Linked DNA regions of Mus musculus: regions 1, 2, 3, 4, 5 and 6 are each linked to region 7. Evidence: chromatin contacts called from public Hi-C and promoter capture Hi-C data. All regions are on one chromosome and are shown on one strand. The core of a region is the stretch at or near the end of the contact, and the rest is flanking DNA. Distances in the headings are between cores, read along the strand shown.

Region 1 (3,157 bases), core at 101-2,600, 1.1 Mb before region 7:
TCTTGTACATGAATGTTAGGTATGCATTGTACTCTTTTAGATCACTGGCTTGAAAAGCACAACTATATTTCTTTAAAAGTAAATTAATTATATGTTTGTGTCCAGATTTACCAGATTAAAATCTATGTTTTTAATAATCCTTGGTATGATTTTTTTTTATGATTGGCCCAGGGAGTGGCACTATTAGGAGATGTAGCCTTGTTGCAGTAAGTGTGTTTCTGTGGGCATGGGTTTTAATACACTCATCCTAGCTGCCTGGAAGCCAGTCTTCTCCTAGAGGCCTGCAGATGAAGATGTAGAATTCTCAGCTCCTTCTTGCACCATGACTGCTTCCACCTTGATGATAATGGACTGAACCCCTGAACCTGTAAGCCAGCCCCAATTAAAATGTTATCCTTATAAGAGTTGCCTTGGTCATGGTGTCTATTCACAGCAGTAAAACCCTAAAACAGAAGTTGCTTCCTCCTTGGTGATAATGGGCTGAGTCTCTGATCCTGTAAGCCAGTCCCAATTAAATGTTGCCTTGGTCATGGTGTCTGTTCACAGTAGGCAAACCCTAACTAAGACAAGGACTGTATGCCATTATTCAAAATAGCTGTCAATACAATACAGTCTAAAAGTGGATAGGCATGGTATGCCCACTATATATATTCATTCACACACTTTCAGTCAACATGTTGTGTGTGCCAAACACATTTTAGCATTGTAGTGGTATATGGGAGCAAAACAGTGGTCCTATCTAGACCCTGTCCTTTTAAAAACTTAATAGGCAACTAGGGCAGGAGAGATGGCTCAGCAGTTAAGAACACTTGCAATATAATAAGAAGGACCAGAGTTAGGAATCCCAACACTCACAAAATAAGCCAGGCATTCCCTTTTCTGGCTTTTAAGTTCAGTCTCTCTGTTTCTCTCTGTCTCTCATACATGCACACACACATGCACACATATGTACATACAGAGAAATACTCTAAAAGGAACACAATTATCATAGAGGCACTCGAGGTATCAGAAATTCACATATTAAGGAGCATACTCCTGGTTCCCTGTTCTTTCCACTCACCTGTCTACATTTGTCTTGTCACACTGTGGCTGAGAACACAGAGCAGTAATCATTCAAATGTGTCCTAGACCTCCATGGGAGAGTTACATGTTTTCTTTTGAAAAGAACAAAGCTGTTTAAGGTAAACAGCATAATAGCGAACCAATATAAATAGTACAGGATGTACCAGATGCTAGTGGCACATTAAAAAAAGCTTTAATCAGCTCAAATGAATACTCACGGGAAACAATTTAGGGGCTTACTGCAGCCGAGCAGATGGGCCACATTAACTACAACCAGCCCTGTCTGAATCCCAGTGGGTCTATTACTCAGGACCCGGAAGCCCTTTCAGTACCCCATGTATCTGCCCTTCAGCTCTGGTTCTGTCTCTTTGCATCAGTTTCAAGTCAGACAATGCAAACCACTAGTTTTTGTTGGCTTGCTCCTTTCTTGTTTTGTTTTTGTTTGCAATTACTCTATTTTAGCTGTAATGCTACATGTTTGAAATAAGTTCAACTTTGATCCTCATAGCAACCTACTGAGATAACTCTGCGCAGTTCTCATATCAGAGGGATGGACCTGAGGCTTTGAGAGGGTCATCCAAACGGATCAGCAGCATTTTGGTGAGATATAACTGACTTTGATCTCAATACTTAGGTTTTGAGTCACTATCCTACTTGACCTTTGTGAGTCACTTAACATAGGAGAGTGCTTCTAAGTTTTTTATTTATTATTATTATTATTATTATTATTATTATTATTATTATTATTATTTTCATGTGATGTATGTGTGTGTGCGACTGTAAAGTATGTACATGGAGGCCAGAGGACAACATTCTGGAGCCAACCCTATCCTTCTTCTATCTTTATGGACATTCCATTCCAACCTTTGAACTTGACTCAGCAGATTGGTAAGCAAACATCTGTACCTTATGAGCAATCTTGCCAGCCCAAGAGTCTTAGGGTTTTACTGCTGTGAACTGACATCATGACCAAGGCAACTCTTATAAGGAAAACATTTAACTGGGGTTGGTTTACAGGATCAGTCTATTATCATGAAGGGGAGCATGGCAGTGTCCCCAACAAGGCCACATGTCCTAATAGTGTCACTCCTTGGGCCAAGCATATATAAAGGATCACAGTCATCATTTCACACATAATGGAGTTAACAGACATTGATGTTAAAAAAACAAATTTAACAAACAAATAAAAAATGAATAGCTAACCTTTGTGAAAGTTGAGTATAAACAAAGAAGGAGGTTTTCAATACCAAGCAAGGTTTTCTATCATCAGTACAACCATCTGGAATCAGTACACATACTATGTTCATTTTTTTTTCTTTTTCTTTTTCTTTTCTTTTCATATAAACATGCAGTTTATAGACAGGCAGCCTAACCTGAAATTTCATCATGTCCCAGCACTGGAGTTAAAGATAAGTACAGGGAACCGAATTCAGGGCCTCTGCAAGAACAGTAATTGGTCTAAGGATTGAGCTGTCTCTCCAGCCCCTGAAGTTGTTGTTACTTTTGACAAATGTTGCTGTTCCTTGTTCTAACAGTCATTTTACTGAATAGAGATATCTTATTTACGCTACCCACTGCTAGCCACTTGCTTCTGGGTTTTTGCTATCCGAAGCTATTCAGCAGAAACATTCTTTCTCTTGGAAATGTGGGTTAATATGTCTGTGTGGTGATTGTCAGCAAACAGCACCTGCCATAGAGTTTGCCTTACTATCCAGACCTAACAACTTGCGGGGACCCTCTGAAGCTTCTCAGCTTAGCTTTCCTCATAGGCCATCATGTTTTCAACAACATTAGAACATGCATGCCTTTGCTGATAACGGGCATCATCAGATATATACCTGCTTTCTGACTGCACTGAGTGAAGAAACACAGTACTGTTTAGATGGGGAAAGGGTTTTGAGACATGACGGAATGATAAGTCACAATATAATTTTATTAGATCATAAACAATTAAATCCATTTCTACAACCTGCATCTTTTATAAAGCAAAATTTGGAAAATATACAAGTCTCCTTCTCCTCCCTGAGTTATCTAAACTGAACGTGTTTCTGAGAGTTAAATTTTCTCAGGCTTCCTTATAAACTCACTCAAAGTA
Region 2 (3,106 bases), core at 215-2,714, 1.4 Mb before region 7:
AGTGCTGTGGACTCATTCTGCGAGGCTGTAGCACCATCTACTGTCTGAGATGTCATCCTTCTTTTACAGTGAAGCCTGGGTGTGAATGAGCATGGGTGCTCAAGTGTTATTTTGCTTGTAGGCAAGCCAAAAGCTTTGTCTTCAAATTCATTGTTATTGTCTCAAGAAATCTGTGCCATTTCTTGTGGAGTCTAGCAAAATGCTCTCTTATTTTGTAGCATGAGATGCAGTAAATGCCCCCCCCCAACCAAGACTGTATTTCTTTAATCAGCAAAGAGCTCACAGTGCCTTATTTTTGTGTTGCTTATGATGTGAACCACTCTATTTTATTGAGATTAATGAGACTCTTTGGGAACCCTTTTGCCCAGTGACTCATGGGGGAATTACTGATGTGTTGTAAGTGAAAGAAACACACTTATAATTCCTCCTTCCTCAACAGAAAAAAATATCTAATCATTACTTGATGTAAATGTGTATGAATCTTTTTTTTTAATGTTCCATCACAATCGAAGGGATGTCATGGAGTGGTTCTAATTATACTTTAACTTAAAGATGTTCTTTTATTTAATTTGTCATTGAGAAGCATTTTTGAATATCCTTTTAGATTGTCATTTCTTTTAAACCATGAAGAAAGCTTGGAAAAGAAAATGTCAAACCGAGGTGATATATTTAGCCAATTCTCCACCCCATTCCTAGTTACTTACTTGCTAGTCTGATTTAAAAAGAGTATTCTTATTGATCATAGAGGCTTGTAGACCTTCAGAAAATTCTTTGCATTTAGAAAGACATCCCAGCAGAGAGACCCCATGACTCCAACACTGTGCAATTCTAAAAGCAAGAGGTGTGCTTTCCCTGGTGGCATACAAGAGTAAGAGTAAGTGGGTGTACGAGTATGAATGATTTTCAGACAAGTTATAACTTCTTCTTAAAAACAAACAACTTGATCACAATAGTTGAGCCAAGACTTTAGAGACAACCAACTGTGTTGGGGTGTCCTTCAAACAATTCTATTCTTGTAGTAAGTAAACACTCTCTGCTCCACATTGGAACCCGGAAAATTCACTAACCTTGATAATCACAAGAGTGATTGCTGTACAACAAACTTGCCACCCTCGGTTGGCTGGTGACATTTCTATTTCTGCCAGTCACTCTTATTAAACAGCTCTCTTTTGTATTTATTTTCTCAGCTCCTTGATAATGGACCATAAGTATTCTCTCAGAGGTGATTTACAAATTGCTTTACAAAGGAGTCTCCAGTTTCTATTCAGCCTGACTGGGGTGTTTTGTTTTATATCTCATTGCTCAGAGAACCAAGGCACCAATTAAACACCTGGATTCAGGAAAGGGTTTACACACTGCTGCCCTCTTTAGGTCACCAGGTTGAAAAAACCTATAGGACAGTGAGTGTCCTGCACTCCTCCTCAGGCCCCTCTGCCCCCCACCCCCACCCCGCATGCAATGCCTGTCATGCAAATGAGGGCAATTCTGATCAGTCAGCATTCCTTTCTTGCTTGTCTAAGGAACCTTCTCTTTGCTTTTCATTGGGCAGCTTTCATTTTGTCCTTTTGATGTTTATGGCTTTCGAGGAGTGGAGCAACTGTCGGAGCCGGGCAGAGTTAGGAGAGCTTTACTCAAAGGGAGTCTTTAATTGGTTACCATGTGGTGAATGAAGGTGATCTAGATTTGTAGGCTAGCCTTGCTCAGGTAAAATGGAGAATCTGCTGCCAAAGAGGCAGAAGACCCTACATCCTTTGGGGGAGGGCTGTACTCTTTCTGATTCAGGATTCCACTGTAGAGATATTTTCTTTTCTTTCTTGTGATGTGATCATGTCTCTGTTTTCTACAGGTTGGGGTGGGAGCATGGAATTTGTACCTGTAAATAGCAATAATAAAACAAAGTGAAAAAGGAAAACTTGCATGGATTTCTCAAGGAATACTTTCATACTTCATCCATCTCATGTGCCCTTTCAGTTCTCCATCAGAAGGGGTTATTTCCTCTAAGTAGCTCTAAGAGAGTAGTGCAAATTAAGCATGTGCATGGGTGCTCTGTGTGTGTGTGTGTGTGTGTGTGTGTGTGTGTGTGTGTGTGTGTATACACTCAACATGCTCATTTTTACTGACATCATCTTATACAACACAAACGACACATGCTCAAGAGTTAGTGTGAGTGTTACAGTGTAGAATATAAGACAGTGGCCAAGTAGTGGCACAGTCCTGTTATTTTAACACTCTAGAAGCTGAGGCAAAAGGGCAGTACCAGTGCAGGCCAGGCTGTATAGAAGAACACTATTCCAAAAACGAAAGAAAGAAAGAAAGAAAGAAAGAAAGAAAGAGAGAGAGAGAGAGAGAGAGAGAGAGAGAGAGAGAGAGAGAGAGAGAGAGAGAGAAAGGGAGAAAGAAAGAAAGAAAGAAAGAAAGAAAGAAAGAAAGAAAGAAAGAAAGAAAGAAAGAAAGAAGAAAGAAAGAAAGAAAGAGAGAAAGAAAGAGGGAGGGAAAGAGGGAGGGAGGGAGGGAGGAAGGAAGGAAGGAAGGAAGGAAGGAAGGAAGGAAGGAAGGAAGGAAGGAAGGAAGGAAGGAAGGAAGGAAGAGAGGAAGAAAGACCATACAAATAATGACCCAACAGAGTTCAATAATTAGAAAATGAATTCTGTTTCATTTATTTAAGGATGAATAGGTCTCTAAAAGCTAAGTATATTTTAAGCCCCTGAGAATAAGTATTTATTTGTATATCAACTCATTGTTTAAATTTTAGTGGAATAGTCAATTCTGTTTATTCTTTAGAATAAGTATTGTAAAAGGTCAGTTTTTTAGTAGTACCTGCTCTCCAATTAGTGTTAACCGTCTTTTAAGTTTTAGTGTTTGGTGGTGCATTTTATTCTACTTTTCTTCTCATGTAGATATGTGTGTACATGCATTCATTCATTATGCATGTTCTCAAGTGCATGGATGCACATGTTTGCAAGCACATGCATTTGTGTGTGTGTATGTGTGTGTGTGTGTGTGTGTGTGTGTGTGTGTGTGTATGTGTGAAGGCTACAGATTGATACTGGGTATTTTCTTTGGTCATTCTCCACCTTATTATCTGAGTTAGAGTCTTTCAGTTTAA
Region 3 (2,790 bases), core at 88-2,587, 1.4 Mb before region 7:
AGCTCCCAGCCATGAAAATAACAATGATTTCTAAAGGCATAGCAAGATCCTAAGCAGACCAGCAATTTCACCTTATTCTTAGAATTGATGAAATAAAAAAATCCATGTATTGCTGCTGCCTTTAATCAGGGGAATATACTGACTGGCCAGGTGCAATCCTCAGCTAGATATTTCAAGAATCTGCCTGGAGCCCTTTATTTAGATGATGGCATAAGTAATCCTAGGCTCTCTTCCCACATCTCCAAATCTATAACTCAAGTGTGCCCTGTAATCCTGAGAAGGAAGTGAGTCTGATTTCCCCTCTTTTACAGAGAACACTGGGGATCAGAGAGGTTAAGCACAGTGAGCCAGGGGTCAACCTAAATCCACCACTTCCTTCAACACCCAGCTCAAAGCTCACCTTCTTCTGAGAAGCCATTAGCCCAGCACTTCTCTGAGCAACCTGCTACTCCAGAACACCACTGCTCTTCTCCATTCTGTCTGCGACATCATTGGGTGTTGTCCAAGTTTCTCTGTGATCTTCTGCATGTGCTCTCATTCTCCCACTAGATTGTAAGCTCCAAGTGGGCACAGTTTGTCCTGTCTTTTCCTTGTGTTGCCACCACATGACTAATAAATGTCTAACCAAGCAAGAGAACAGATTCTTCAGTCCTTTCTTCGTCTATGAACTCCTAGGTCTTTAGGGACGGAGCTAAACAATTGGTTGGTCAGTGTGTAGACCCCATTGAACCAGAAACGGGTAATTAAGAGCACTTTCCTTGGGAGATCTTGCTTCTGTAAGCCAGTACAGTGCTCCCCTTGAGGATGTCATTTCTGATATCCAAAAACAAAGGGACATGTGCCCAAGTACTCAACAACCGTGAGGCATCCCATCTAGGTAACCTTCCTGGCTACCATTTGCCATTAACACCTGAAATAATTTGATTTCTGTTTTGTCTCCTGCAGTCCCTGAAGTCACCCCGGCTAACGTCAGTGGTGGTGGAGGCAGCAAATCTGAACTGGTTATAACCTGGGAGGTAAATCCATCACAGAACCAAAGGGACATGAATTTATCTGGGCTGTTTTGCTATTTCCCTCCATATGACAAGGAGCCAGGAACTGTTCCCCTCTGTTTCCAAGAAATCTATTAATGGCTGTCAGGAAGTAAAAGTGCTTGGCCACCCATTGTTGAAGCAAGTTTTAGTTTGACTGCTCACAGGGGGAAAAAAATCATGAAAGAGAAGATAACACAGGTTTTTAAAAAAAAAACAAAACAATAAGGAAGTCTGGTTCTGAGAAGACCAGTCTTTCTTTTCTTTCTGAATTGCTGCATGGTCAATTGATTTAAAACATCTGCTAGCTATAGACTGAGCGTCCCAGAACAATTTCCTGGCAGTTGGCTTTGCTTCTGGGCTGTGAGGTATTTCTTTAAACAACCTGGAGGAAGGTTAGTGACCAATTTATTAAAAATTGATTTTGAGAGAGGAGGTGGAAGCTTCAGAAAAGGCTTGAAATGTGTTCCAAAGATTTTAGACAATGTCCCCTGAAATAAAAAGCCTTTCATTCACCCAGAGCCCCAGCAGAGCAAGAAAAGAAATCCCCCACTACCCCTGCCTCCTAGCCGAGCTCAGAGCCTCGTAGGGGCAGGATCTTGCCTGAACAGAGATGGCCCTCTTTTGTGAATTCGTTCATCTATTTGACACCCAAGGAAAATGATTACTGGATGGTGTGTGATGGAAGGGCTTCTCTTTTCTTTTCTTTTTCTTTCTTTCTTTTTTTTTTAACTTTGTTTTGTTTTTGTTTTCGTTTTTGTTTTTGTTTTAATCAACTGTGTGGTTACTTGAACATTATTGGTTGAGTTGAGTCCAGGTTACCAGAACCCAACTCTCCAGAGCTGACCTTCATTTCATTTTCAAGGCTCTGGTATCACATGAATACCTGAGGCTGGTAAAGGATAGCCCTAAGTTTAAAATGTGCCGGCAAGTAAAACCCAATTTCAATTGGTGAGGCATAGTCTTTAGCAGTTGAATCACCCGAAGCAAGAACTGGGGAGTCCCCTTTAATATTTGAATCAAACTATTGTGCTTTCTGAGTACAACCTCCCTTCCTCCCCCCAGACAGTCCCTGAGGAATTACAGAATGGCAGAGGCTTTGGTTACGTGGTTGCCTTCCGGCCACATGGCAAAATGATCTGGATGCTGACCGTGCTGGCTTCAGCTGATGCCTCCAGATACGTGTTCAGGAATGAGAGTGTGCGTCCATTCTCTCCCTTTGAGGTTAAAGTGGGTGTCTTCAATAACAAAGGGGAAGGCCCTTTCAGTCCCACCACGCTGGTGTATTCTGCTGAAGAAGGTATGGTTCATGCTACCTCGATATTTCTTCAATTCTAAATGGTGTTCCTTTCAGGATATACCATCAACTTATAACAGACATATAAATCAAAAGGATAGCTTCATTGCAGACAAGTATACTATAAATCATTGGCTCGCTATCTACCATATGCTGTGTGTGTGTGTGTGTGTGTGTGTGTGTGTGTGTCTGCCTCTCTGTGTCTCTCTCCTTCTCTCCCTCTCTCTGTCTCTCTTTGTGTGTCTCTTGCTGTCTCTCTTTGTCTCTGTGTCTCTGTCTCTGTGTCTGTCTGTCTGTCTGTCTGTCTGTCTCTCTCTCTCTCTCTCTCACACACACACACACACACACACACACACACACACACACACACACACACTCTCTGACCATGTGTGTACACTCCAGTAATCCCAGAATATGGGCGTTTGAAGCACATTAGCTAGTTTGAGACCAGCCTGGGGTACA
Region 4 (2,837 bases), core at 186-2,685, 1.3 Mb before region 7:
CTAAAATATTCTAAAATACCACCACTATGTTCAAGATGTGGCCACAAACACAAAAAACTATAAAACTCCGTAAAACCAGACCTGAATAGCTGCCACCCTCAGTATTCTGCATAGACAGAGTGTTTGCTACAAGTATCTCAATACTTAACTATATCTCACCAATCCCATTTGGCACTAAGATCCACATAGATGCTTCCTCGTTGGTGGACATACCTGACTATGGATGATCCCTTCAGTTCCACAGGTTCTCAACGTTAGAAGTCGAGAACCACCACTGCCTGTTGTATCTAGCTTTCCATCATAGCCCCAGCACGTATCACCCTGTCAGGTCCAGGGCACATGCCTATCAGTCTTGGTCCAGAGAAGAATAGGGACAAGTCATTACTCAGCCCTTGTGAGGCAAGGCAAGTCTGTTCAACATCAACAAAGGGATGGCTTAGATCAGCTGTGAGGCTGTGTGGGCAATGCCTGGCAAGACTGGCTTCTTGCATGCATTACTTAAAAATTTCCCCACATTGCATGTTAAGTACTGTTAAACAAATGAGACAGTTTGATTTCCAAATCTTGATTATATTTCAAAATATAAATGTTTAATAATCAACTACATATATTTATCACCAGCCAACTATTGAAGAGACCATATGAACATACAGAAATAATAGGTAATGAAGTGTTCAAAATTATAATCCACTGAATTATCGTTTTTTCTGGCCTTCCTCTCTTTCTTTCTTCCTTCTTTCCTTTCTCTCTCTCTCTCTCTCTCTCTCTCTCTCTCTCTCTCTCCCTCTCTCTCTCTCTCTCTCTTTCTTCTTTCTCTCGATTCCTTTCCATCCATGCTTTTTGTGTATCTGGAATATATATCTTCCTGGTTTTAGGTACCTAACTAGTGAGCATAAAGCCAAGTGAGACATCTCATAAGCTTTTTGTACATTTTAGATAAAATAAAAATCACAGATACCAAAGATATTTCAGCAGAAAGCAGAAAAAAATAACTTCAGTTTATGACATCACTACCTTATTGTTGTTTGTCTCTAAATTTGTAACTCTTGAAATTAACTCTGAAACTTATTCTGACTATATCTAACTAGATCTATAGCCTATTTTCTAAACTCGTATATTTTTTTAAGAAGTCTTGTCATTAGATATATACTTCTTTTAATAAACTGTCAACAGCAGGAGGAAACAAATGTCTTCTATTTCCAGGGGTTTTGGCAAAACACAAGACATTACTTTAACAGGACTCACCTTGGTACAAATGAACACATTAGATACAGAGCCATCAACAAAAATAGAACTGCATACCGGGACCTGTCCAGTGAGCTTCTTCTAGTTTGGTATCCCCAGCGTTAGCTCTGTCTCTGCTGATAACAGGGCTACACAGTGTTCTGTTTCCTCTTTTTTCTATTGAAACATTTTCTGTGTTTACCAATTATTTCTCTTTTCCTGTCCCTCCTTTTGGTGAGGGTCCTGGGCGTGTCTCCAGCCTAGTCATAGAAAAAGGTATTTATCTGCCCTACCAACCCTACAGTGAGTCAAACGTTTGATTCCTGGTTACTAAGAAGTACAGTGGCTGCCGAGCTCTGAGCCTGCAGCTGTGCATCTACTCTCTGGGTGCACTGGTGTTTGACTTTAAGGCGGGTTCTTTACTCTTTCATCATCAGAACTGTCATGGTTAAGAAGACACCTGCAGTTTCTCTTACAATGGAAAGACCACACAACTGCTCTTTGGAAGAAGATTCCCAAGAGAGCAACCCATTAGAGAGGGCCCACACTAGAGTCTTAGTGATCATACTGTTCACTGACAAAGGCTTGCCTCCTTCATATACCACAATCTGAGAACTCTGCGAGCTTTAGCCTGGTGTGTGTGTGTGTGTGTATGTGTGTGTGTGTGTGTGTGTGTGTGTGTGTGTGTGTGTGTGTGTGTTGCACGCAAGTGTGTGCTTGCATATAAGCAAAGATACTGTGTCTGGTCAATATCCCAACAGGAGGCTTGTGAGTTGATAGGTCACAGGGCCTGACACATGGGCAGGTTCCTCCACCCTGATTTTGAAGTGCATTTCTGAGACTCCTGACTTCTGCTTTGTTATGAAGCTCTGAACCCTTAAGTGAACATGTAGAGAGAGAATTGCCTAGGAGTCTAGCTCTAATAAATTGCTAGGGTCTATCTAGCCTGACCCAGCTCATCCGTCATCAGCCCTGACAGTGACAGTCTCCAAGGCACACTCCACATACTACTCCCGTGTCATCTTCCAGTGCCCAGTGTGGCAACCTAGCCTTATTGTTGTTCTTCAGTTGATACAGATGCTCTTGGAGTCTCCTGCCCTTTGCTTTTCTCTGGGTGTTTTAGTCTGAGGATTTTCATGCTGAGTGACTAGCAGAGCAGGTATTTTCCCCCCTTTAATTATGGCTTAGAGCAATGGTTCTAACCCCAACCATAAAATTATTCCCTTGTTACTTCATAACTGTAATGTTGCTACTGTTCCAAATCATAATACAGATATCTGATATGCAAGATATCTGATATGTGACCCCTGTTGTGGGAGTCATGTCCCACAGGTGTACAAAGCACTGGCTTAGGGTGAGAGTACATGAGAACTGTGTTCAGTGCTTTCTTATTTGAGCCAGATAGTAGTAACTACCTCTCAAAGACCTGGTGCAGGACTCCTAGTCCCCAGAGAAGCCAGCAGAGAAGTCTTTCAGAGAAGAGGGGGCAGACATAGAGAAGCCATTGTGGAGGCTAAATCAGTGTTTCTGTTTGTGAGATGATAAATGATGAGTCCCCTGAAAAAAGTTGCTGCGGGGCTCAGTGTCCGCTCGCACGGTGTAAGTACAGTGCT
Region 5 (2,770 bases), core at 271-2,770, 1.3 Mb before region 7:
TTACAACTCCCTTCTCTCTCCCTCTTTCTCCCTGTCTCTGCATTTCTTTCTCTCTGCATGCATGTGCTCTCTCTTTCTCTACTTAACTCCCCTGTCTCCCTGTCTGCATCTCCATTTCCCTAGGCTCCTCCTGTGAGCTAAGTGAATCTTCCTTCCCAGATCTGCCTCCAATAAACCTGCCTCCATATTCTCAATTAAGCTTGAATTGGCTTGTTTCGACGGCAGAAAAAAAAATATTGATGAAAAGGCGCACACACACATGCACTGGCGTATCACACACGGAGAGACACAAAATGAGTGTCATGCACAGCATGAAACATTTAGACAAAAACTGCCTGCAGAGGTCAATGTAAACATCTCCAGTGCTTGGCCTACATGGAGCCTGAGCAGGCCAAGAACTAGTAAAATGAAACCTCTCTGCAGCAGTCTACAGCGCAAGCAAGGTCTGCCCTCTTGTCTCAGTTTCTCTGACTGGAGCACAATAATTGGGATGAGAACATCAGTCAGCATTCACAGGTATAAAGGTAGTCTTGCTGCTGAATCCTAGGCCATTACCAGGTTTGAGCATCTCCCTCTCCCTCTCTTCCCTTTCCCTCCCCCCTCCCCCTCCCTCTCCCCCTCTCCCTCCTCCCTTCCTCTCCCTCTGCTCCCTCTCCCTCTGCTCCCTCTCCCTCTCCCTCTCCCTCTCTCTTTATCCCTCTCCCTCTCTCTTTATCCCTCTCCCTCTCTCTTTAGCCCTCTCTCTCTTCCTATCTTTCTATTAACAAATGATATTTGGGGAGATATCCTAAATACTGTGAATAAACTTATCTTGCACAGAGCCAGGGATAGAGTCCTTCCTTGGCCTAAGTATTAAGCATGGAAGATTGATTGATATGGCCACCAAGAGAAGTAGCTATACCTGAAATTTAAAAATGAAATAAAATAAAAATCCTTGGTAGTATGGAACAGAGCCTAAAAGCTTAATGCAACCTTACCTTCAAGATGGTAGACCAGTCCCACAGAGCCAAGGTGGTCTGGCCTGAGGCTTATCAGGCAAGATCCAGCCAACCTTGAAACCACAGAAGCCTGAGTCAAAGAAGCAGTTTGACTCAACTGCTATGTCTGCCCAGCTGAAATCCCCCACTTGTAAAGAAAATTCCAAAGTGGCAGCTGTGACAGTAGACGAAGCGGGGTTTCCCTTGCTGCTGATGGCTCACCTATTTTTCTTTCCAAGCATTTCCCCTCTGTCTTGACCCGGAGCTTTCCTTCTCTTACCTTGTAAAACTCTAAAGGGACAGACTTCTTTTGAAAGCGCAGAGAAAGTGAAACTGACCCTTTCCTCGTACCTGTTTCCCTTTCTTCTTCCCTATTCTGCTTTGTATCTTGTCTCACAACAGTTTGGAAATTTAAGAAGAAAGGATGAGAACAGACGAGAAAGACAGAGAAGGGCAAACAGACAGACGATGAAGGGAGCTGCTCGAAATCTACAGGCACAGAGGAAAGAAGGGGCCACAGCTGGAGCTTGAGTTCCTTTGATAGACTGTGGACCATGAAGGAAGTACATTCAGTGATCTTCAAGATAACACCATCTCCTCCCCGCCCTTGAGTCTATAAGCTTCAGGGAGAGGGAAATTGCTTTGCACTTCTGTCATGAACACCAAGTCAAAGAATAAAAGTCCTCCTTCCATCCTGCACGCATGCCTGTGTGTCGCAGCTGTTGTAGTAATTATTTAATCTCAGTTGGGATATTTCTACCCTGCCTTTGATCATTCAGTTCCCAGATAAAAGATGCAAAACTTTTATATTTATAATAATCCTTTAAATAGCACTAGAGCTGGACAGATATCTACCCTCGAAGCTATTAGTATCTACTTCCCAATCAATAATTCCATGATAAGACTTGCTATGTTTTTGCTTGGCTGCTTTTATTCCGACTGGCCAGCCCTCATGGTGAGCTTTCAGAATCCCTTAGCCCATGGCATCTTCTCATCTTTCCCTTGTTCTGCCCTCCTCTCTACCATTTCAGGTTCTCTGTAACCATATATCTAAAAACTTGCCTATTTCTAATCTCTCCAGTATTTGGCTGTAGCCATTTTTATTTAACTGATAGTTTTAAATTAAGAAACAATGTTTGCACAACAAACGCTGGTAAACATGAGATTTCACTCGTAGGCACAGAGCTTCAGGTACAGTATTTAGCGATTTTAGCATTACAATGCATAACAACAGATCACAACTAAACATGCCACATTGGTTTTTGCTTAGCTCTGATACCCACCCCAGGACACATATTACCCTGCACACTCACACACACACACACACACACACACACACACACACACACATATATACACACCCTGGCTCACACCATAGCAGGAAAGTGAAGGCCAGAATCAAGTGAAGGCTATGAGCAGCATGTCTTTGTTGCTGAAGGATTTGTTCCAGTAGATAGCAGCAGTCACCCTGAAAATGGTGTCCACACTGCTGACTGAGCCATGTGAAAACTGGGGTGACTGAGTCTTGTTCTGCTCCCAGGTTAAGTGCCACTCATCTTAAGCCTAAACAAAGCCTTTTAGAAGAACACATTTTCACTCACTTCTAATAATACCAGGTCCTGAGTGGCAGATACAGCCTTCACTGAGAGTGGAGAAAGCTCGTTGTTCACATGAAGCAATGGTTCTCCACCTTTATAATGCTATGACACTTTAATACAGTTCTTCATATTGTGGGTAACCTTCAACCATAAAATCTTTTCACTGCATCTCATAACTGTAGTTTTACTACTGCT
Region 6 (2,926 bases), core at 183-2,682, 1.3 Mb before region 7:
GGTTGCAGATCCCTTTAGCTTCTTTGGTACTTTCTCTAGCTCCTTCATTGGGGGCCATGTGATCCATCCAATAGCCGACTGTGAGCATCCACTTCTATGTTTGCTAGGCCCAGGCATACTCTGACAAGAGACAGCTATATCAGGGTCCTTTCAGCATAATCTTGCTAGTGTATGCAATGGTGTCAGCATTTGGAAGCTGATTATGGGATGGATCCCCGGATATGGTAGTGTCTACATGGTCCATCCTTTTATCTCAGCTCCAAACTTTGTCTCTGTAACTCCTTCCAAGGGTGTTTTGCTCCCACTTCTAAGGAGGGGCATAGTGTTCACACTTCAGTCTTCATTTTTCTTGAGTTTCATGTGTTTAGGAAATTGTATCTTATATCTTGGGTATCTTAGGTTTTGGGCTAATATCCACTTATCAGTGAGTACATATTGTGTGAGTTCCTTTGTGAATGTGTTACCTCACTCAGGATGATGCCCTCCAGGTCCATCCATTTGGCCAGGAATTTCATAAATTCATTCTTTTTAATAGCTGAGTAGTACTCCATTGTGTAATTTTAACCTTAATTTTCTGAGTGACTGTATAAAACACAAGAGCTCTTTTGTGTCTCTAGGGTGACTTAATGGCTCTTCTTTTAGGGTCTGTTGGTATGGGAGTTACCTCAACTGGTTTCTGAACATTAACTCCAACTTTAATTCATGACATTTATTCCCAAACTTATGGACAAATCCTCTGGATGTCGTGCAATTCAGTTTGTTAATATTTTTTTTTGTTATTTGTTGATATTAATTGGAGATTGTTAAACATCCTGTCTTACGTCAGTGCAGTTCTCTCTCTCTCTCTCTTTAATAGAATTTATCCAAATATCTACTTAAGTGTGCAGGGCCATGGGATCTGAGATTCAGGCTTTGGACTCCATTATCGGTGTTTGTGAATCTTGAATGGGATAGTTAGTCTGTCGTTTAAAAAATTAGATACCCATGACCCCTGAAGTTAAGAGGCAGGGTGACAGAAAACACAGAAATACTATGGCGTATGCGTTTTTCAAGGAAAACTAGGAAGGTTAAGGAAGTTTAAGCCACAGGTTTGTCTTTTTATTCTCTGCCAATCTCTCCACTATGCATAGGACTGAATAAAATCAAAGTTCTTCCTGTTGCCGGTGGCGAAGTTTACGAAAAGCTGTTAACTGCTAAGATAAAGCAAGTCGACCCCATCTCAAGCACCAAGACAAGAACCTTGATTGCTTTCTCTATCTAAAGCCCGAAAAAACAAAACAAAACAAAAAACAAACAAAAAAAAAAACCCCACTGCCTGTCATGCGCGCAGGCGCAGGAGGAACTGGCTCCACTTAGTAAAGCCTAGCCCCGCCCAGAGGAAGTGGGTGGGACCCTCAGTGGCTTCTCATTCGCTGCGGCTCTTCGTGCGTGCTGACGTCACTGGTCCGCGACCCGGAAGTGCGCGTGCGGCCCGGGCAGCAGGCGGGTAAGCGGGTCTTCGGAGTAGGAGCGCCACGTTTCTAAGACACCTTGGCGACCTGGCTGTGCAGCGTGCGTCTGAACGCGTCCTTGGGAGATGGCGGGAGGTGGAGGCTGCTCCCTACTCTAGGCAACGCCCGGTCTCTCTTCATTGAGCCGTGGGCGGCGGTCGTATCTCAGGGCCGGTTCCCCGCAGTTTTCCAGAGTTAGGGGAGAAAGTCGCTATCTCAGATACGCGACCGGCTTGAGCGTCGCTGTCCTCGCGGCGCGCTACTTTTCTTGGGGCCCTTTAAGAGCTCCCACCTCTTAGAGGTCGGGCATGCGGCGAGAATTGCTGAGGCAACCCCGCAGAGTTCCAACTTGGCATGCTGTAACCTTGAGGCCGACCCTGGGTAGGGGAGGAGGGTGGTGAGCACGTGCAACTGATGTGTTTTTTGGAAACCTGCTGTTGCTGCCGATCTAATATTTTATTTTCTGGCACTCCAAATCCCTCCTGCTTCCCATATAGTAATCATAGCAAGAGTACTTGGGTAGCTGCCACCGAAGTGGTTTAGCGTTCCTGAAAGGATCACTTTCATTTCGGACAGCGTTTGTTGGCCCTCCTTTTGAAGTGTAATTGGCGTTACCTGTGTGTTTGCGCCTTAGATGTGTGATTGGCGACTTGTCTCCAGATGCAGAGCGTCCTGTATCCTTGGCACAGGCAGGTCCTGAGGTGTAGTTGGAGTAGATTGTGCCTTCTGAAGCGATACCTGTTTACAATGAAGTTGCAGTCCCCAGAATTCCAGTCCCTTTTCACCGAAGGATTGAAGAGCCTGACAGGTGAGAAGTTAAGATTGTCCTCTGGGCTTTGGAGTTGTTAACTGCAGAAAAGGACGAGGCAGACATCTTTCTGTCAGTGTTGGGATATTTTTGTAGCGCCAATGAAAGACAGGCCAACTTGGGGTATATTGAGAATGGTGGGAAGTTGACTGCAGCATGAAGCACAACTTTTCTGTGTCCTCCAAGAAATTCCATTTACCATACATTATGTAATGAGACCCAAGAGCTTTAGATATGTGTTCTGAACAGAAGAGAACACGTGCTTGGGAAGTGAAGTGCCTGTCTGTTTCTGTAATTGAAGGAGCTGGGTTTTAAATTATAGAGTCTGATGTCATCTGATTTGTTAACAACGAAGCTCTGTTTTCCTTTGTTGTATTGCTCTCTGAGAGAACAGAAGGAAATAGATTTTTTTCCCTCTTTTTCTGTGTGTGCACCTAAAAAGCCTGTAAATCTAAATATAGAACTGCAATTTAAAACCTGCTGATATATTTAAAAAAATTGGCTTCCAGGAGTATAGTGTGTGGTTGTGTAAACCACCTCAGAGACGGACATGCACTTGAGGTGCCTTGTTATTCCTGGGATGACCAGGGTGCTTGTTCTGTGTTGAGCTCAGAAGGCTACTTACAGG
Region 7 (2,972 bases), core at 209-2,708:
TTAGCACACAAACATTACTCTGGTGCTAAGCAATGATTTATTTTCCTACTGTTCTGTATTCCTGCCCATGCCTTACAGGGATAGAGTAACTATGAAAGGACCATTCTTCTTTTGTTTATTGCTTCTGCTTTTCCATCTCTTCTCTTCCTATACAACCAATGCTACGCTCAGAAAATCAGAATGCTTATTCTACCTTACAGGGTGAAATGTTGTCCTTTTTCTAGAATTGAAAATAAAGCCAATTAAGACATTTAGATGCAGTGGTTCATGCAAGTAGTCCTAATAATCAAGAGGATGGAGAGTTCAAAACCACACTGGGTTTCATACTAATAACCTGTCTTGAAACAAATCTAGCTAAATACACACACACACACACACACACACACACACACACACACACACACACCTAAGTATATAGAATATATTTATTTATGCACACATACATTTGTAATTTTTTTCTCTAAAACACAAAGATGAAAAACCTAAGATCCTGCATTTTGTAAAGCTGCCCCGTTTGTATGGATCTGTAACAATTCCAGAAGCTAGAGTAATTTGGTGACTTTCATAGATAACTCAGGAACAGCCTACCTGCAAGCTACTCATCAACTACTCCCTTCTTCCTCTGAAACCTCTAAGAAGAAATGCCTGCTCTGCCGTGAAGGCCCTTTGTCTGCCTGTCTGTCTGTTTGCCTGTGTCATCAATGTATCTTCTAATGAATCTCTTATAAGGACAATCTATTTCAGTGTCCCCCTTTAGCCTCCAAACTTTTGGTCAACAAGAGTGGATGCCCTGTGGGACCCTATTATCACAGAAAGCAGTGAAGATAGAAAATTAGAAGAAGAGGAGGAGGAGGAAGAGGAGAAGGAGGGGGAGGAGGAGAAGAAGGAGGAGGAGGGGATAGAGGGAGAATAAGAAAAAGAAGCAAGACAAGCAAAATGGGGAGATTTGGCAATGTTAACATTTTCCACCAGATACAGAAACTCTGGCGTGATCAGTGAGTGACTCTACTCAAAACAGGTTTTTGTTGTTTTGTATAATGGGACAAGGTGAGCTTACAAGGAGAGGACCTTATCAAAAACAAATTCTGTGCCAGTCACCCAACTTCTCCGCGGGTTCTAGATCTTTATATTCTCTGGACTGTATTTTCTCCCTCAGCTTAGACGATACATTTCCAAACACCTACTAAACCCTCAAAGGCTGAACAAACAACCAGGCTTCACAAGGTTCCCCAGAAAAAAACGAAAACATTTCAAGTTCTCCAAATTTTGTACCTTTTGTGGTTCTGAAATTATCAGCTATGTATCTAGTTTAAAACAGTGGGATCCAGAGGAAAAGCACCCCAACGACGCTGAGGGAGGTATCTCCCTCACCTGCAGCCTGTTGGGACGGAAAACTACAACTCCCATGAGGAAGTAGGGCCGCAGAATCCACAACTCCCAGCATCCTCCCGGAGGCCCAAAATGGTCAGGCGAGTAGTCGAAGCGAGACCATAAATGTCTGCGGAAGGTGTGGAGAAGCTTTCTCTCGAGATAGCAGCATCTGAGGAGGAATCTGTAGCCCCGACAGAACAACAAGATGTAGCGTGCGGCCTGGAGAACTTGCCTGTGAGCTTGTGGCCTTTGGGGGCGGAGCCCAGGCCTAAACCTTTCCAGGTAGAGGCAGGGCTAAGTGGCTGAAAGGGCTGGGGGTGGTGCCCTTTTCTTTGGGGGCGGAGCCAGAGGGCGGCGCTAGAGGGCTGTCCCTTTCCCCCGGGGGCGGGGCCAGTGCCCTTTATATGGGGGCGGAGCTAGAAAGCAGCTCACCGATCTTAGGGGCGGTGCTAAAGGGCCTGTCTATTTCCCTTCTCTCCCCAGGCGGGGCCAGCGCTGTTCTAGACTGGGTTGGAGGGATGTCCTGTAGCCCCACAGGGGCTGACTACAAGACTCCTCTTAATTCTCACCAAGGGGAGCCTGCACCCTTCCATGTTGGGGCGGAGATAGAGGCCTGCGGACAGCCTCCATGGAAGGAACCAGAGAGCTGCTTATATCTTGAGTAGTTGAGGCCAATGCCCATGTAGAGCCAGGTCTAAAGAGCTGGGGGGAGTAGGAAGCTGGGGGGGGGGGGGGTGAGTAGGAAGGGGATTGTTTCACACTTCGCTGCAGAGCAGAATTCCAGGGCTACTCACTGCCCCCGGGGGCGCTAGAGCTCTTTCCTAGAAGCCAAGAAAGAGAGACACATAGCTCCCCCACGTGGTAGTAATTGTCAAATTGGCTGTAACAACAGGCTTCTTCCCCCCCACACACACACACACACCCCACCCCACCCCCGATATTTTTATTTTTTTTTTATTAGCACACGGGGTATCTAGTTTAACTATGGCATTTTTAAAATGTTCATTAGCAAATGTTGATTATACATAATAATGAGTTTTGTGATGACATTTTTCCACATATGCACAGAAGGTGTTTTGATGATATGCACCACCACCCTCTCTGGTCCCTCACCCTCTCCCAGTAATCCTTCACCTTCCTGGCTAGTGCCCCTTTTATCTTTCATCTCGCTGTGGTGAGTGTGTGTGTGTGTGTGTGTGTGTGTGTGTGTGTGTAGGAGACAGAGAGCCAATGAGTTTCATCAAGGTTGTTTACTGGAACTGCAGTCTTCTTGACGTCTTACTATTATTTACTCTTTGAGAATCCCATACAATATGTTTGTCATCCTTTTTCCCTCCCCCAAATCCTCACAGATCCTTGCCCACCTCGCAATCTACCCAATTTCATGTTCTTTCTCTCTCGAGGGGGAAATAAGCTGTTGGTCTGAAAGAAAAGTTCTTAAATGGACAGAATTTAATATTTTTCTTTGAACCTGTAATAAGACCTTAACAAGGATTCTTACCTTATACTGTCTGTAAAATAGCAGTTCCCTAACATGTGTGTGGCAGAGGCGTGACTTTTCAGAAAGCTTTTTCCCCCTGTCTGGCTTGTACTCAGAACTT

Evidence for each region. Promoter capture Hi-C pulls out the DNA fragments that hold promoters and counts their contacts. Hi-C and Micro-C count contacts between places; a contact is called where the count stands out from the background.
Region 1: a contact with region 7 is called in a promoter capture Hi-C map of second pharyngeal arch cranial neural crest, with 6 times the contacts expected there. The contact joins the enhancer-like site here to the promoter of Setmar in region 7. A contact is called at or near these places in 9 of 39 promoter capture datasets (the 3T3-L1 cell line, the HPC-7 cell line, cranial neural crest and 5 more), 2 of 115 datasets of contacts at active chromatin or transcription factors (astrocytes and embryonic stem cells) and 2 of 9 other capture datasets (embryonic stem cells and pancreatic islet).
Region 2: a promoter capture Hi-C map of stem cell-derived epiblast-like cells shows a contact between it and region 7, with 5 times the contacts expected there. The contact joins the enhancer-like site here to the promoter of Setmar in region 7. A contact is called at or near these places in 4 of 39 promoter capture datasets (the 3T3-L1 cell line, embryonic stem cells, liver and 1 more) and 3 of 115 datasets of contacts at active chromatin or transcription factors (embryonic stem cells, large pre-B cells and stem cell-derived neural progenitor cells).
Region 3: a promoter capture Hi-C map of second pharyngeal arch cranial neural crest shows a contact between it and region 7, with 9 times the contacts expected there. The contact joins the enhancer-like site here to the promoter of Setmar in region 7. A contact is called at or near these places in 15 of 39 promoter capture datasets (the 3T3-L1 cell line, 3T3-L1-derived adipocytes, the C10 cell line and 9 more), 2 of 15 datasets of contacts at CTCF or cohesin (large pre-B cells and pro-B cells), 6 of 484 Hi-C or Micro-C datasets (the 3T3-L1 cell line, the HPC-7 cell line, cranial neural crest and 2 more), 3 of 115 datasets of contacts at active chromatin or transcription factors (astrocytes, large pre-B cells and stem cell-derived neural progenitor cells) and 1 of 9 other capture datasets (embryonic stem cells).
Region 4: a Hi-C map of B cells shows a contact between it and region 7, with 14 read pairs. The contact joins the promoter of Il5ra here to the promoter of Setmar in region 7. A contact is called at or near these places in 9 of 39 promoter capture datasets (the C10 cell line, the HPC-7 cell line, cranial neural crest and 5 more), 1 of 484 Hi-C or Micro-C datasets (B cells) and 5 of 115 datasets of contacts at active chromatin or transcription factors (the 230-238 cell line, astrocytes, large pre-B cells and 2 more).
Region 5: a promoter capture Hi-C map of the HPC-7 cell line shows a contact between it and region 7, with 11 times the contacts expected there. The contact joins the enhancer-like site here to the promoter of Setmar in region 7. A contact is called at or near these places in 10 of 39 promoter capture datasets (3T3-L1-derived adipocytes, the C10 cell line, the HPC-7 cell line and 6 more), 5 of 115 datasets of contacts at active chromatin or transcription factors (the 230-238 cell line, astrocytes, embryonic stem cells and 2 more) and 1 of 9 other capture datasets (embryonic stem cells).
Region 6: a promoter capture Hi-C map of liver shows a contact between it and region 7, with 6 times the contacts expected there. The contact joins the promoter of Trnt1 here to the promoter of Setmar in region 7. A contact is called at or near these places in 14 of 39 promoter capture datasets (the C10 cell line, the HPC-7 cell line, HPC-7-derived erythroid cells and 12 more), 1 of 484 Hi-C or Micro-C datasets (B cells), 12 of 115 datasets of contacts at active chromatin or transcription factors (the 230-238 cell line, embryonic forebrain, embryonic limb bud and 6 more) and 3 of 9 other capture datasets (embryonic stem cells, liver and macrophages).

Annotation. Positions count from the first base shown.
Region 1 is chr6:107,009,646-107,012,802 of GRCm38.p6, forward strand. No RefSeq gene overlaps it. Among named protein-coding and RNA genes, the nearest start is that of Gm22418, 9.8 kb to the left of the region's middle. Within about 2 kb of position 1,351, at least 2 of the 459 cell types and tissues checked have an H3K27ac peak or open chromatin away from gene starts, as enhancers often do. A contact at or near this core is called in second pharyngeal arch cranial neural crest, where this site is marked.
Region 2 is chr6:106,645,692-106,648,797 of GRCm38.p6, forward strand. All of the region lies in intron 15 of Cntn4 (contactin 4), which reads left to right. Among named protein-coding and RNA genes, the nearest start is that of Il5ra, 100 kb to the right of the region's middle. Within about 2 kb of position 1,465, at least 7 of the 459 cell types and tissues checked have an H3K27ac peak or open chromatin away from gene starts, as enhancers often do. A contact at or near this core is called in stem cell-derived epiblast-like cells, where this site is marked.
Region 3 is chr6:106,673,639-106,676,428 of GRCm38.p6, forward strand. Cntn4 (contactin 4) reads left to right here. Exons shown (of 26, transcript NM_001109749.1): 20 at 946-1,016; 21 at 2,097-2,331. Among named protein-coding and RNA genes, the nearest start is that of Il5ra, 74 kb to the right of the region's middle. Within about 2 kb of position 1,338, at least 2 of the 459 cell types and tissues checked have an H3K27ac peak or open chromatin away from gene starts, as enhancers often do. A contact at or near this core is called in second pharyngeal arch cranial neural crest, where this site is marked.
Region 4 is chr6:106,747,602-106,750,438 of GRCm38.p6, forward strand. It overlaps Il5ra (interleukin 5 receptor, alpha), which reads right to left and starts at 1,436. Exons shown (of 13, transcript NM_008370.2): 1 at 1,246-1,436.
Region 5 is chr6:106,724,726-106,727,495 of GRCm38.p6, forward strand. The region is part of intron 10 of Il5ra (interleukin 5 receptor, alpha); the gene reads right to left. Among named protein-coding and RNA genes, the nearest start is that of Il5ra, 23 kb to the right of the region's middle. Within about 2 kb of position 1,521, at least 37 of the 459 cell types and tissues checked have an H3K27ac peak or open chromatin away from gene starts, as enhancers often do. A contact at or near this core is called in the 230-238 cell line, the HPC-7 cell line and trophoblast stem cells, where this site is marked.
Region 6 is chr6:106,767,706-106,770,631 of GRCm38.p6, forward strand. Trnt1 (tRNA nucleotidyl transferase, CCA-adding, 1) reads left to right here and starts at 1,433. Exons shown (of 9, transcript NM_001242358.1): 1 at 1,433-1,551; 2 at 2,125-2,298. The coding sequence starts at 2,151.
Region 7 is chr6:108,063,587-108,066,558 of GRCm38.p6, forward strand. It overlaps Setmar (SET domain without mariner transposase fusion), which reads left to right and starts at 1,459. Exons shown (of 2, transcript NM_178391.4): 1 at 1,459-1,653. The coding sequence starts at 1,495.